2 separate regions of the Pan troglodytes genome follow, and region 2 is linked to region 1. A link is a contact called in public HiChIP or PLAC-seq data. All regions are on one chromosome and are shown on one strand. The core of a region is the stretch at or near the end of the contact, and the rest is flanking DNA. Distances in the headings are between cores, read along the strand shown. Region 1 holds the start of TANC2 (tetratricopeptide repeat, ankyrin repeat and coiled-coil containing 2). Region 2 holds the start of MARCHF10 (membrane associated ring-CH-type finger 10).

Region 1 (7,863 bases), core at 1,746-4,245:
AAAAGTACTAATACTCCTCTACGCATAATCCCAGAAATAAGTTAAAAAACAAATTCCTAAAGAGAAATGTTCACACTGCAAATACCTGTATCTTTTGTATATATGCAGACTTAACATCTATGTGAGTTGTCCAGGTTTATCCACATCTATAGTACTTGCTTTATGATGGGCACATGCATTTTAATTATGCCTTGCCAATACTACCTTGAGTGAGAGGGCAATATAGCATATTAATGAGGAGCACAGGTTCTGGAGCTAGCATTCCTAAATGGAAACTTAGCTCTTCTACTTCTCAGCTAGATAATATTGGGCAAGTTATTTAACCTCTCTGTGTTTCAGATTCTCATCTGTAAAACAGAAATAACAACACATACCTCATAGGGTGTTGGAACTGATTAAAACAATGTACAACGGGACTGGCAAAGAATAGGTGCTACATAAATGTGAGCTGTTACTACTAGTACAGCTGGCCCTTGAACAACATGGGCTTAAACTGTGCTGGTCTACTCCTATGCAGATTTTTTTCAAGCAATACAGTATTCATGGGATGCAAAAACCGAGTATACTGAGGGCCGACTTTTCCCTATACATGGTTCCATACACCAACTGCGGGATTTGAGCATGCAAGGATTTTGGCATATGTGGGGGTCCTGGAACCAATCCCCTGCATACAATAAGGGAAGAACGTAGTAGTAATTGTATTGCACCCTCTTCCTGAAAGTACCAAAAACATTCTTAAGCAATCTGAATTCCTAACATCAAATGCTACCTATATTTAAAATAGACACCAAATCTGAGGCCTGATTAACAGTAAGTTTAAAGCCCTTCAACTCTGAAGAAAATAGGTGATTCACAGATCTACATAATACTCTATCAAGAACAATCTGAGAGGACTGGTTCCCCGAGCGCAACTATCAATTTCTTCCCTTACACAAGGGGGCAGTGATAACAAGAAACGAATCGGGCTCTGTAACACCTCTTCCTACAGACAGTAGGGGGTGGCAGTACATATGGCTTACAGTCAGAACAAAACAGGAAGACCCAACAGAATTCTCTTTATTCTCCTCTGGCCCTTTCCTCTGTTCTTCAGCCCCAACAGCTTCTCAAGGTAAGGGACATATCTACAGAAAAGACTAAAACCCAAAATCAATCACCAAGGAAAATCTATTTTTGTCTTTGAAGCAAATGATCCCTCAATGGCTGAATTTGGATCTAAGGGAAAGCCAATCAGTATGAATTTTCAGATTATCTGGCAAATTACTATAATGAGAACAGCATTCACACATGTAATTTAATTTCTTTACAAGAATTATAACATAAAACATTAAAATCTCATCAATAATTAAGTACATTCTAACGAACACATTTCCATATTTCTGCTTTCGTTATATAGTATATTCACACTCATTGTATGCATACATATAAGTTACATTAAATAGATCATGGAGTTGTCTTTTGTTACTTCTGAAATTCCAGCTATGTTCTGACAATCCTCTCAAAACAGATGTTCTTAAATGGAAGTCACAATGTTTTGCAGCATGTGGGTAATTTCTTATGTATGTATAATATACATGCACATATATCTATATAGAGACACAAATAAATATCTAGATACAGAGGGGAGCAAGAGAGAGGGAGAAAGAGAATGTTTAACGTTTTATTTCGTGCTCACATCCCTAAGAGGATCTACCTGGGAAATGCTGCAAGAAGCACTCCACTCACAGTATCCATGTTGTTGCTTTTTATGCCAATTTACTGTATTCTTTTTTTTTTTATTTCACCATCCCATCACCAAGAACATACAAGAATATTTTAGTACTGCCGTTCTCTGTAATTAACCACTGTGATAGATACTGGCTCCAACCCCTCAAAATGCCTGAAAATCTATCCCTTTTGTTCACCACACTGTTTTGTTTTCCTCATTACAGATATTTTCACCTGTGTAAAAATCAGGAAAAGGGCACATACGAAAAATACTTCCCTTTGCCTAATGATCTTTAACTCATAATTATGGTCAAGACGTTTGGGGTTTTGTTTGTTTCTTTTCCTGGAGAGGAGCAGAGAAGAGAGTGAAAGACACCCGAAACACCAAATCTTCTTCCTAATGTTAATTATCATTGTTTATGTTTTGTGAAGACCATTCTAAACATTCCACACCTGGAAATGAAGACTGGATACAATTGTACCAGTGCTCTATACGCTGATGGCAAAACCTGGAATTATTTTAGCCCTATTTTTTCTTTCCAATCTCACAGCCAGACACAATTTGCTTTTTTTCTTTCACGTGGTTACTTTCTCTACCTCAAAAAAAATAGCTTATCATAGCTCCTCCCGATTTCCTATGGCAAAATATCTAGCAATGAGCCTTATTAATCTTTTATTATGCTACACCTCCTTTCCCAGAGGAATTATTAATATCGCTAATAACACTTCGACCATGAATTTCAACGCCACACAGGCCAGCCCATCCTGTGCCTTACCTGGCACATTTCACAACTACTTTTATGCTGCATTCTGGGGGCACATTTTGCAACTCGTTCTGCACCAATTCCCTGCCACGTTTAGCAATCCGCCTCGCATCTTATCCTTGGTCCCCGTCATCCAGAGACGCTCTAGGTACCAAATTCCATGACATCTTCGGTGACAGCCAAGTGGCGACCCCACACGCCTCTGAAGCCCGCCTTGGTGTCATATTCGGAGCCAGCCTTCCCCACGCCTTGGACACCGAGGCACTTCGCTGCCCATTTCGCCGTCTCCCCGCTCGCCCCCGCCCCTCTCCCCGGAGCCGAGGCTGTGGAGGCGAACGACCCTGTCACTGAAGCGACCTTTCCTCGCCCTGCTCCCCGGGCCCCTTACCTGCCGCTCTGAGGGGCTCTCTGCACCTCCGGGTCAAGCCCCAGTCCCCGGGGTCTCCTGTGAGGACCGCGCCGCCCGCCGGCGCCGCCCGCGATTCCCGGAGCACCTCGCAGTCCTCCAACGCCCCGCGGCGAGTCTGCACCCCGGAACGGCGCGGCGGGGCCTCGCAGCCGGCGAGCGCAGCCCGCGGCGGTGCTCCTGTCAGCGGCGGCTCGGGGGCCAGTTCTCGCCCCTCGGCTCGGCTCGGCGGCGGCGGCGGGCGCCTCGCTCCGCCTAGCGCGCGGCACAGCCGGGAGGTGAGCGCGAGGGGGATGGGAATGGGGGCGGGGCCGCCCGAAGGAGGCGCGGAGGGCGGTGGCGGCGGGAGGGCAGCGCCAGCGGCCCTAGGCCGGGCGCTCGGAGCGCTCGCAGCTTCCCCCGCCGGGCGGGCGGCTCGCGCGAGGCGGCTGTGCCAGCGGGCCCCGCCGGAGCAGCGCGCCCAGCAACCCGCGCCCGGCCGGCCGCTCGCTAGCGCCGCCGCCGCGCTGGGGGCGTCGCACCCTCTGAGGCCGCCCGCAGCCCCGCCCCCTCCGGGCCGGGGTGGGGAGGGGCGCGAGCGCGGAGGGAGCGCGCGTGCGTGGGGGCGCGTGCGTGGGGGAGCGCGCGCGCCCCCGCCCCTTCCACAGTTTGGGGGTGGGGAACGGCTGGAAGAGGGAGTGGGGACGCAGCCGTCCTCCGCGCGGAGAGACGGGGCCCTGGCTCCGGCGCTCTGGGATGTCCTGGCATTTCTCGTATCCCCGGGGGGCTCGGACTTGTGGGTGGCATTTGGAGGGGCAGCAGGGAGGAAGCTCGGTAACTGACCAGGCCCTACATAGTTGGGCTCCGCCCTCAGGGGTGATGTCACTCTCGAGGTGGCTTCTGCTGTCACGTGCGCCCATTTCAGGGCCTGTCCTCCTGCTTTGATGACCGGAACGCTCTCCTAGATCTCCCCCACTTTGGTCACCTCAGGCACATATCACTCTGAGAGTCCTCGAAGCCTACAAGTGTCAGTTATTCTTTCCCGGATTCTCAGTGGTAGTTTGTAGACGACTTCAAAAGGCCACGGTTGGCTGTGGGGAGAATCAGAATGAGAAAGAAAAACAAAACAACAGTGGGGTTTGTGGGGAGACCGAGACTGTTATTTAGAATAATGGCTGAAAATTCACCAACCACAGCTTGCAAACCTGAGGTAAAGTCGTGGCGCTGCTTCTGTCACTGCCAGGTTGACTAAGAAGTAGCGTGGTTTTAAGAGCTGGTCGACAAGGGCGGGAAAGCCACCACATTAATACCTCGTCGAACGATGTTAGGTCATATTTCACCCTCCACCTAGATCTTCTTCCCCTCTACTGTTTCCCTCCTATCATAAAACAGCAAGTCGGCTGTGGAAGATATTTGGGACATAAACATCTTCGCGTGCTGAGAGATGATGCGAAACAATCACCGTTACCAACTCTGCCCGGCTCGCCTTCCCTTCCATAAACTGAGATGACCTTTCGTGGTCATCCAACTTCTTAATCAGATGACATGATTGGAAATAGATGCGCCAAATTACATCAATCAAGGAAGCTCTGTCTGTGGCGCTTCCAAGGTAGAGAGGTTTGTTTGATAACAGCACTTTAATCTGCCCCATCCTGTAGCACTTCATCCAGGAGTTTCTTCGATTTTCAAAAATTAGTATTAATTTCAGAACAATACAAGAAACTGGATATGAACATGTCCATCCAACAGCTCTTCTTTACAGTGAATGCTTGCAAAGTCAGAGCTAGAGCAGCTTTGAATAATACAGCTAACATGGCAAGGTGAAGGGCTGACATATGGAATCTTTTGGTGTTAACTCCAGAAAGTTAGATTAATCTAATGAAAACCCATCTACCTATGGTATTAGAGGCAAGGTAATGATTACTTACAGGGGAATTGATTGAGAGGGGACAGGAGAGAGCCTTCTGGTTTGCTGGAAATATTCAATATCTTAATGGTTACCCGGGTGTATACATATGCAAAAAGATCTGTGCACTTCATGTCAGTTTTTTAAAATCACATACACACAAAGAAGCATTACAATGTCATCATCACTGGAGTCGGAAAACCTCAGTTTGAATCTCAGTGTCACCCAACACTTACCTGCGTGTGACCTTGAACAGGTCTCTGGACCTTCCTTTCTTCGTCTGTCTAACGTGGGTGATATTAATACTTACCTCACAGTTGGATGTAAAGATGAAACAAAATTTTGGAAAATACTTAGCACAAATCCTGTTACACAATAAGGACTCAGGAAACAGGAGCTATTATGTTATCCTTCTTACACTTGAATTTACCCTATTTAATTCTCCTTGGGTTTTTTTTTTTTTTTTTTTAAGATTACTTTGTATCTAAGCCTTTCCCTGCGAGTTCCACTGAGGCTAATAACATTCCTTCTCTGAGAAATAACAAAAGGCAGTCAGGGGTGTAATGTTGGTTTTCAAACTAGTTCAGGTGGCAGTCTCTAGAAATTATGGTGCTCCATGTGGAGCATCATGAAATACAGATAGATTTAACTCTGCCATATGGAATTGACACAATTTTACAAGCACTAAATCTGGCAATTTTATGGTTATGCAAATCTCCACATAATCACATAATAAAAAAATGGGGGCTTTTTGTTGTTGTTGTTGTTCTTTTTTTTTTGAGACAGAGTCTCGACCTGTCACCCAGGCTGGAGTGCAGTGGTGCCATCTCGGCTCACTGCAACCTCCGCCTCCCGAGTTCAAGCGATTTTTGTGCCTCAGCCTCCTTCCCAAGTAGCTGGGATTACAAGCACACACCACCACCCCTGGCTAATTTTTGTATTTTAGGTACAGATGGGGTTTTGCCATGTTGACCAGGCTGGTCTCGAACTCTTGACCTCATGTGATCCACCCAACTTGGCCTCCAAAAGTGCCAGGATTACAGGCGTGAACCACTGTGTCCAGCCAAAAAATAATGTGTTTTAAAGAAATAATATGTCTGTGTTTTTCTCTTTAAATTTATTTGCAACTTTTTTACAAGGTAGGAAGTACCAAAAAATTAATAATAATTCACAAAATGAAAACCTTTAAACCCATTTTTCCTGGAAATTAGAAAAACACTGTAGTTGTTCAATTTTAGCAACAGAGCTCTTTATTGGATTTACCCACAGTAAGATCTGATAGCTGTAACCCACATGGTCTCCTGCACTGATAAAGTGAGTAACTCTGACTCACTGTCCTCACCATACTTCCAAAGATCAGTCACCACTTCTTTTAGCCAACCTTTCCCAAATCCCATTTTCATGTGGGCAGTGTCCAGGAATGAACTCACTGCTTCGCTCTTTTGATCATCCACCATCCTTCTATTCTGCCAATTCTCTTCCAGGTCGTTCTACTGTCCAGTCTTATAATTTGTTGCCACACTCTAACTTTGAGGAGGAAACAATATGTCCCTGACAGAGTTGTGGGTGGGGTATAGTAGGGACAGAGAGCAACATTGCAGCAAGAAGCCAGCTCTGTTCTCAACTCCTCTCCCTGATTCCCTTTTCTGTCACTATTACCTGAAATCCTGAGAATACTAATTTTATTACCTACTAAAAATCCATTCTAGTAAAGATGTTAGTCTATAACTTAAATTTGGAAATGTAACGTATGCCGTGTAATAAGAACCTGCAAATAATTGTTCATAATATAGCCCATCCTTGCCCTATACCTCCCAACATTTTAGCATCATCTGTATCATTCAAAATGCCCTTTCTTGCCCTTTCAACTCTGCACTATCACCCACCTCTGCATATGGTGTCTTCCCTGGTTACCTCTAAGTCTCTCTTTCTTTCTTTCTTTCTTTCTTTCTTTTCTTTTCTTTCTTTTTCTTCCTTCCTTCCTTTCTTTCTTTCCCTCTTTTTTGACACAGGGTCTCACCCTCATCACTCAGGCTGGAGTGCAGTGGCACCATCATGGCTCACTGCAGCCTCTACTTCTCAGACTCAGGTGACCTTTCCACATCAGCCCCCTGAGTAGCTGAGACCAAAGGTGCATGTCACCATGCCCAGCTAATTTTTTATATTGTTATAGAGATGGAGTCTCGCTATGTTGCCCAGGCTGGTCTCGAACTCCTGGGCTCAAGCAATCCGCCTGCCTCAGCCTCCCAAAGTGCTGGGATTACAGGCATGAGCCACTGCGCCTAGCCCTCTATGTCTCTTAAGTAAACCATCAGGTTCACCTTTTTCTACCCTTTTCCCTCAACTCTCTCTCCCTAAATAAAAAGTCATACCACCCACCACTGAGTGATCACCTACTGGCAGCAAATATTTCACCAGCTACTTTATATGCACAACCTCATTTAATTCCCACAACATCCTATCAGATAAGTATTATCTTAATTTTTTGGATGAGGGGGGTTCTGAGAGGTTAAATAACCAGCCCAATTTTACACTGAATGATGCGTAGAGCCAAAAACTGAACCTAGACATAAACTTTATTCTCTATCAGTTACCCTGAGGAGATTGCCATATAAAGTGTAAAGGAGAACAAAGATTACATATTTTTTAAATGTGGGTTGCCAGTTGCTCATGCCTGTAATCCCAGAGTCTCAGAAGACTGAGACAGGAGGATCACTTGAGGCCAGGAGTTCAAGGCTACAGTGAGCTATGATTGCACCACTGCACTCCAGCTGGGGCAACAGAGTAAGACCCCCCACTAAAAAAAAAAAAAAAAAGTGAGCCATGTCACACAATGGAAGCATTTCTAAAAGGTTGATGTAAATGAGATTTTTGTCATTGATTGTTTTTCATAATCTCATTTCTTGTTGATCTGTAATTAATGACTTACCCAATAGCTTCAACATTTTCCCCACCAACTCTACCTCAGCCTTTTGATGAATATTTAATATTTCTAGATGAACACTTAAAAACATTTCCACATAGAGGAGCTACTACTTAAAAGAAGTTTCTAGTAAATCCCTTTTTTGTAAAATGAAAAATGCATGTAAAATGTGAATAAACAA
Region 2 (7,863 bases), core at 3,598-6,097, 160 kb after region 1:
AGCTGAGGATTCTCAGACAAGCCTGGGCAATACAGGGAGACCACATCTCTAAAAAAAAAAAAAAAAAAATTAGGCAGGCATGGGGATGCGCGTGTGTTCCCAGCTATTTGGGAGGCTGAGGTGGGAGGATGACTTGAGCCTGGTGGGTGGAGGTTGCAGTGGGCTGAGATCGTACCACTGCACTCCAGCCTGGGCAACAGAGCAAGACCCTGTCAAAAAAAATCATAAGGAAGAGAAAATATATTTACTATTCATTAAGTGGAAGCGGATCATCATAAAAGCCTTCATCCTCATTGTCTTTATGCTGAGCAGGCTGAGGAGGAGGAGGAAAAGGAGGAGTGGGTCTTGCTGTCTCAGGGGTGGCAGAGGTGGAAGAAAACCAATGTATAAGTAGACCTGGGCAGTTCAAATTCATGCTGTTTAAGGGCCAACTGTATGTACATAATCCAGAAGGCTCACCTTGAAAGCCTACCAAGCTCTCTAACCATCTAATGACATCAATAAAGGATGACTTTTAATGAGTGACACTGAGAGATTATCACATTGCATACCCACAGTCTGGCCAAATACAGCTACAAGATGAATGCAGAATGTCACAGCGGCCCCTGGTATACCCAATAAGTCATTAGCCAGTTTTGAAAATGAATCAGGGAAAGCCCCTGCACAATGGCATGCTGGAGGAGAACCCATGGAGCTCTAAAGGACTCACATGTCCACAGTTCCCTTCTCAGGAAAGCTATTCCTAGAGATTCTTTTTGCAAACAAACTGCCTCAGTTCATGCTGTGTGCATGGATGAAGGCAACACCACACTGGCCTCAATGATGAGAACAGGAACCCATTAGTCATGGCGAGATCCCATGACCAAGGCAAAAATGACCAAGTTTAAGTTGTATCTGAGGGAGGCCATCTGCTTCTGAAGTCACTTGGCATAAAACTCTATGCCCAATAGGAGAGCTTCTGAATAGTTAGTTACAAAGAGACTCTCTTAGTTAGACTCTTTCTCTCTCAGGAAGAGAAAATATTAGGCAGATAGAGGGTGGGTTGCTCCAGCTCAAGTGAGTAGCTGGGCCAGGTGTCCATGAAGCTGTTGGATATCCCTGTCTCAAAAAACTTGGGAGACTTAGAATGTATGCCTATTCCTCTGCACAGCTTACTCTTTGCATTAAATATTTCCCTCAAAAGTGTTATTTCTGAAACTTAATACACAGTCTACTTTTGAAACTTTATACTTGAAGTTGTTCTTTGCAGAACTCTTAGATATAATTAAAGAACTTTTTCATGCTTGCTATGGTCTGAATGCTTAGGTCCTTCCAAAATTCATGTTGACTCTTAATTCCCATTGTAGTGGTATTAAGAGGCGGGCCATTTGGGAGGTGACTAGGTCATGAGGACTTCACCATGATGAATGGTATTAGGGCCCTTATAAAAGAGGCTTGAGGGAGTTTGTCCCTTCCACCATATGAGGATGCAAAGGGAAGATGCTATATACAAAACACAGTGAGCCCTCACCAGACACCAAATCTGCAGATGACTTGATCTTGGACTTCCCAGCCTCCAGAACTGTAAGCAATACACTTCTGTTGTTTACAAATTAGCTAGTCTAAGGTATTTTGTTAGATCAGCAGGAGGGAGCATTAGAATCTACCATCCACTTAAGTCTTAAGTTTTTTTGTTTACTTATTCATCTCTACCAGGAACATTATGCAGGAAATAATGAAGAGTAGGATCCTTTCCCCAACCAGGAGAAGTTTTTCTTCTTCATTTTAATATTTCTCCTCCTAAGGACTTTGCTTTTTAATGCCAGAACTAATCTTATTTGTAATTTACATGCCTAGCTTAAATTTACTCATTAAACACTAAAGTTGGAGTTGCTCTATAGCTTTTTATGAGCTGACCTTGGGCACTATTACCCTCTTTCAAAGGCACCATGATTTTTTCATATAACTTAATTTTCAAGAACACTTGACATGTGGAAGAGTTTAAAGCTGAGATATGAAGTGACTTCTCCAGACCTTGTTATTTAAAAATCTTTAGGCTGGGCACAGTGGCTCACGCCTATAATCCCAGCACTTTGGGGGGGCGGAGGGTGGATCACCTGATGTCAGGAGTTTGAGACTGGCCTGGTCAACCTGGCAAAACTCTGTATCTACTAAAAATACAAAAATTAGCTGGGCATGGTGGCACGCGCTTGTAGTCCCAGCTACTCAGGAGGCTGAGGCAGGAGAATCGCTTGAACCTGGGATGCGGCAGTTACAGTGAGCCAAGATCGCTCTATTAACACTCCAGCCTGGGTGACAGACTCTGGCTCAAAAAAAAAAAATTAAAAAATTAAAAATAAATAAAAATCTTTAAATATTTATGGTTAACATTCACATGCAATAAAATCTTAAGTTATGCCTTATAAAGCAAAGCTACCAATTATTGAGTTCTATGTGCCAAGCATGATGTGAAATGCTTTGCTTGTCCTCTCTCATTTAATTCCCACAGCAATCTTTTGAGATAGATAGTATTATTTTAATAGATCTTGAAGTGGAAGGAGACAAATCTGGGTACAGGAAGTAGCAAGGTGCTTTTCTTAGTAGTGGGCAACATCAAGTTACTGGAGATGGAAAGCCCTGTTTTTGAACCCTGGTTCTGGTACTTACCATATGTTCTGGTCATGTCCCTTACCTTCAACAAGGTGAGAACCTGGGCTTCAACTTCCTCCTCTGTTATTTTTATTTGAGGTGGGTCCTCGCGCCAACAGAACAAGCTCCCTACCTATCATTTCACTATTATAGTTTCAACCCAGTGTGCGCATCCAAACTTTTTTTTTTTTTTTGAGACAGAGTTTCTTGTCGCCCAGGCTGGAGTGCAACCTCCGCCTCCTGGGTTCAAGCAATTCTCCTGCCTCAGCTTCCTGAGTAGCTGGGATTACAGGTGGCTGCCACCACGCCTGGCTAATTTTTGTATTTTTAGTTGAGATGGGGTTTCACCATGTTGGCCAGGCTGGTCTCAAAACTCCTGACCTCAGGTGATCCCCCTGCCTCGGCCTCCCAAAGTGCTGGGATTACAAGCGTGAGCCACCATGCCTGGCCCAAAGCATATCCTTTTGAAAGGCAAAAACCATGAGGCAAGTTCTTAGGTTACATCCTTATCAGTTAATACTTCAATTATCAGTTAATGCTTTACTAAGGAATACTTGATAATCAGCTGAGAACAAGAACAGAATATAGACTGGGCTACTAGGGATGAAAAGATCCTAGGGTCTGCTGGAGGACCAGTGAAGTTCAGACGGGAAAGTGCCCAGTGGAAAGACTTCAGCTAAGTACATTTGTCTAGACTCTGCCCAGCTCATGATATGTTTTTGAAGCTGGTGTGAAGGCAAGTAAAAATGTTCAGTGTGTAACACATAGTCCCATCTGGCTGAAGTATGAGTGAAGAAGTGATGAAGGAGAAAAACCAAGAAAGGAAACTGTGGGGGAGGGCACAGGGAAAGTCATAGTGACGAGTTTGGACTTCATTCCACAGGCAGTGAGGAACCTTTCAGGGCTTTTTAAGCAGGGGGCCAGCAACATTAGATGTAGGCTGCTTATAGGATGGGGGAAATGGTGAAGATAGGGTGTGGAGGACAGGCGCCCAGGGTGTGACCAGGAGGCCCTCAGAATAATCCATGGAGCCCAAAACTAGGTCATGGAGCCCAAAACTAGAGTGATAAGAATAGAAAGAAGAATGTGACGCTGCCAAGGACTTGGCACCAACTGAATGGGGGGAAGGGGAGGTGTTGAGAAGACGGTCAAACCACAGACACCTAGGGATTCCGGGCACTGATGAAAGTTCCAAGAATTTCTATTCTTCCTTTACCTTACTCTCCACTCAATCAAAAATACCCTAACTTGACATCAGTTGACAAGTTGAGAGCCTAAATATGCAAAGTAAATAGGGGAGTCATCTTTGCCCATGAGAACCACAGACAGACATCAACCCGGCAAGGCCGGGCAAGGTGGCTCATGCCTGTAATCCCAGCACTTTCGGAGGCCCAGGCGGGCGGATCACTTGAGGTCAGGAGTTCGAGACCAGCCTGGCCAACATGGAGAAACCCCGTCTCTACTTAAAAAAAAAACAAAAAACAAAAACTAGCCGGGTGTGGTGGCGCATGCCTGTAATCCCAGCTACTCGGACGGCTGAAGCATGAAAATCGCTTGAGCCCGGGAGGCAGAGGTTACAGTGAGCCAAGATCGTGCCACTGCACTGTCCAGCCTGGGCTACAGAGCGAGACTCTGTCTAAAAAAAAAAAAAAGAAAGAAAGAAAAAAAAGAAAAGAAAAGAAAAAGAAAGAAATCAACCTGGCACAGAGAAGGTGAGGGTAGTAGCGGTTCTGGTGCCCTGGCTCCAAAGCTGTAGGGCCTGGTCTAGGCCTCTAAGCACCTCTCTCCTTGGAAAGGGGGTGAAGACGACTGATTACGAAGAGGCCTGGGCTCTAATGTCGGTTCTGCCACTGACTGGGTGCCTGGCTTCATCGCTTATTTCTTCTTTTTCGTGTTGGACCAGAGCATTCCAGATGTCCTCTGCAGAGGTCGAACTCCAGGACTGCAGTATCTTTCCCTCTTCGCATGTACTGCTTTTCACATTCCCTGATTCCATTAAAAATATTTTCCTCTCTCGTTTTCTAATCTCATTTTTTATGAAGCACAGCACCCTTTCAGGGAAGGGAGCGGAGGCCTGGATATCTGGGTCTGGGCTTGGGCACCCAGACAATGCCAACCGCCTCCTCCTTGGGCATCTCTTCTCTGCCCACCAGCGTGGCTCTGACTCCCCGACTGCAGCCCGCCTCGTTCCCACGGCAACCGGCGGGCGCCCACGCCTGGCTTGGGACCCCGGGGCCACAGCCCCGCCCCGCCCCGTGCTCTCGGCGGCTGCACCTGGTCGCGCGGGGGCGGGGAGGCGCGGTTGCTAGGGAAACCGGAGGACGCCCGGTAGCCGCCCCCACCGCCTCCGCCCCAGGCAAGGCCGGCCGGCGCCGCGGAAAGCAGCCTCAGGGAAGGAGGAGGAAGAGGGGCAGGTGTAGGGAGTGAAGAAGCAAAAAGAGGAGGAGGAAGAGGAGCTCAGGGCCGTCCCCGCGCAATTAATGGGCGGCTCCTGCGCCCTGGACCGGCCCGCCCGCCCAGCCCCTCGACCCCTTTAGCCCCGGCAGGGGAGGAAGGGCAGACCCACAGGTAACGGCCCCCTCGCCCCCGCCGCTCCGCTCCAGTTCTCCCAGGATGGGGGACAACCTTCCCTTTCGACTTACAAGATTCTGGAGGGAAACCGGGCCTGACATCCGGTGGCCTGGCCGTCCCCTCCCCTCGGCTGACCCCAGCCCCAGCTTTTTTCTGTCTCAAAGGGACAGGTTTGGGGGAGACCGTGAACCTTTGCTCACTGGCAGCCGCCCGCACCCACATTCTTTCCTGCAGACGCCACTGGTCAGAAAAGGTATACACAGACCATGGCCCACTGGGCTTCTGAATGCGAAATGGTCGATATTGATTTTGTTTATTTTTGAGAAGGAGTCTCGCTCTGTCTCCCAGGTTGGAGTGCAGCGGTGCAGTCAGGGCTCACTGCAGCCTCGACCTCCCAGGCTCAAGCGATCCTCCCGCCTCAGCCTCCCGGTGGTAGCTGGGACCACAGGCCAACACCATGTCTGGCTAATGTTTTAAATTATTTGTAAAGAAGGGGTCTCGTTATGTTTCCCTGGCTAGATATTGTTATTAATGATGGCACTGAATTGCTTGTCAAACCTGTGACGTTTCCTCCCCCAGAGTTTCCCAATTACACGTTGAGTTTCTCCTCTCTTCTGGGCTTGATGGTCGAAATGTGACCACCTATCTCTCCTAGTTTCACAGTAAAATGAAGAGTCACCGCCAAAAACAAGTCTGTTCCCCACCCTCCACCCCGCCCCCAACTCTTAAGCCAAATTGGCTGGAAGAGTTGAAAGATCTCCTTACCTTTCCCAACCAATTCCCCCTTTTTCTCTGCAGTCACAGTATTCTTAAATTGGGTCCAAATCGTAAACTTTGTTGCTTATACTCAAGACATGTTTATAAGCTAAGACTTTAAAATGCAAAGTTTTTTTTAGAGCTAAGATGTAAACAAATCCTATAATGTCTGACATTACAAATTAATCAATTGGGGAAAAGGTTGAATAAGGTCTCCTGAAATCCTTCTCCAATCACCTAATTGTGGAAAGGGAGTAATTTTCGAGCCTGATTGTCCGGTATTAACAATAGCCATTTAGATTTTATTTCAAAGCAACCTTCCGTCTAAGGAGGAGGTTAGATTGTTTACATTTCCTTTATTGCTTAACAGAATATTAACTTTAGTGATGTCTTTCTCTTATGAGAACATAGTAAGAAACCAATAAGACTTTGATTGTTATTAAGAACAGGCTCCTTCAAATCAGTTCTTTTGACAAATGTGGTCATAAAACAGAGGGATGGTACGCATGCATGACTTTTAGAGCGCTGAAAAACATTCTGCAATCAGATTCTGTTCCCCTCAGTCAGGAAAACTTGGTTGGAATTCACTGGAAAATTACACTAGAGAAGAATGTGTATGTCACAAAGTTCTTAGAATATTCCCCCATTAAAATTTCACAGATATGTAGAATTTTGAGGCCAAGAAGAATTACTCGCTCTTGCTTTCAGCAAGGCAGGACCCCCTCCTTCCTTCTCCACCTGCCTCCAACTCCCTCCTCCTTTCTCTCTCCCTACTTAATATGGCTTCTTATGTTGATTTCTAAAGCACAGATTTGGCACAAGACATTATCACCAGAAAGATTTAAAACAGAAGTGTGCATAACCATGAGTGGGTTTTAAATTAAGAAGCAGTTCAAAGGTGAGCGATAGAAGAGAATACAGAGTGCTATTTTAGAAACATGCGCCTTGCTCACATTTTATTATCACCCCCACCCCAACCCTCTGTGTTTGCTGGGGAAAAATTCTTGGCTTCAAGTGGCCATCTGGTTGAGTAGGCCCACAAAGCTGAGATCCATGAATTAAGCATTATCTCATGTAGTTTTATTTCCATACTGTTATTTCTGTTTCTTGTTCATCCTGGTCAGTTTTTCAAACTGACTGAGTGCGGTATGAAGTTCAAGCAAACACAGAGAATGTTTGCTTATACTGAGGTAACCCACCATCTTCTTGGTCTGACACTAATACCGTTTTCTTGGTTCCCATAATATTTGTTTAATCTCATGAAGACTTGATGTATTTAAATAAAAAATTACATGTGGCACCACGATGTTTCTAAATATTGTAAAATACAATGTAATAGAGAGTTTATGGGAAGGAAGAGAGACTTTTGTAGGCAATTTTATTTTTATTATTTTATTATTATTATTATTATTATTATTATTTTTGAGGGGATGGAGTCTCTCTCTGGAGTGCAGTGGTGCGATCTTGGCTCACTGCAACCTCCGCCTTCCAGGTTCAAGTGATTCTTCTGTCTCAGCCTCCCAAGTAGCTGGGACTACAGGAGTGCACCACCACGCCCGGCAAATTTTTGTATTTTTAGTAAAGATGGGGTTTTGCCATGTTGGCCAGGCCGATCTCGAACTCCTGACCTCAAGTGATCCACCCGCCTCGGCCTCTGTAAGTGCTGGGATTACAGGCATTTTAAAGTCCTTTATTTGGTAGGTGATTGTGAAGTCAGAGGTAACTTAGCAAGTAATTCAAAGGGTGCTACTTCCTATTTAGACAAAGTTATTTCATGCCTCTTGACTTAGAAGCCTCCTTAAATTAACCCTGCTCTAAAGCCGTGATAGATTAACCGGCTTTCTATATTAACTTTGGCAACCAAAATGTATCATCCAAGTGGACTCTGGGATGCTCCCCTTTAGTGAC

What was found. HiChIP or PLAC-seq counts read pairs in DNA pulled down with a chosen protein or histone mark.
Region 2: an H3K4me3 HiChIP or PLAC-seq map of stem cell-derived excitatory neurons shows a contact between it and region 1, with 2.9 times the contacts expected there. The contact joins the promoter of MARCHF10 here to the promoter of TANC2 in region 1.

Annotation. Positions count from the first base shown.
Region 1 is chr19:76,084,357-76,092,219 of NHGRI_mPanTro3-v2.0_pri, reverse strand. It overlaps TANC2 (tetratricopeptide repeat, ankyrin repeat and coiled-coil containing 2), which reads right to left and starts at 2,995. Exons shown (of 27, transcript XM_063799158.1): 1 at 2,857-2,995.
Region 2 is chr19:75,927,503-75,935,365 of NHGRI_mPanTro3-v2.0_pri, reverse strand. MARCHF10 (membrane associated ring-CH-type finger 10) reads left to right here and starts at 4,847. Exons shown (of 11, transcript XM_009433023.4): 1 at 4,847-5,196. LOC104002963 (a long non-coding RNA gene) reads right to left here and starts at 4,776. Exons shown (of 2, transcript XR_675439.5): 1 at 4,327-4,776.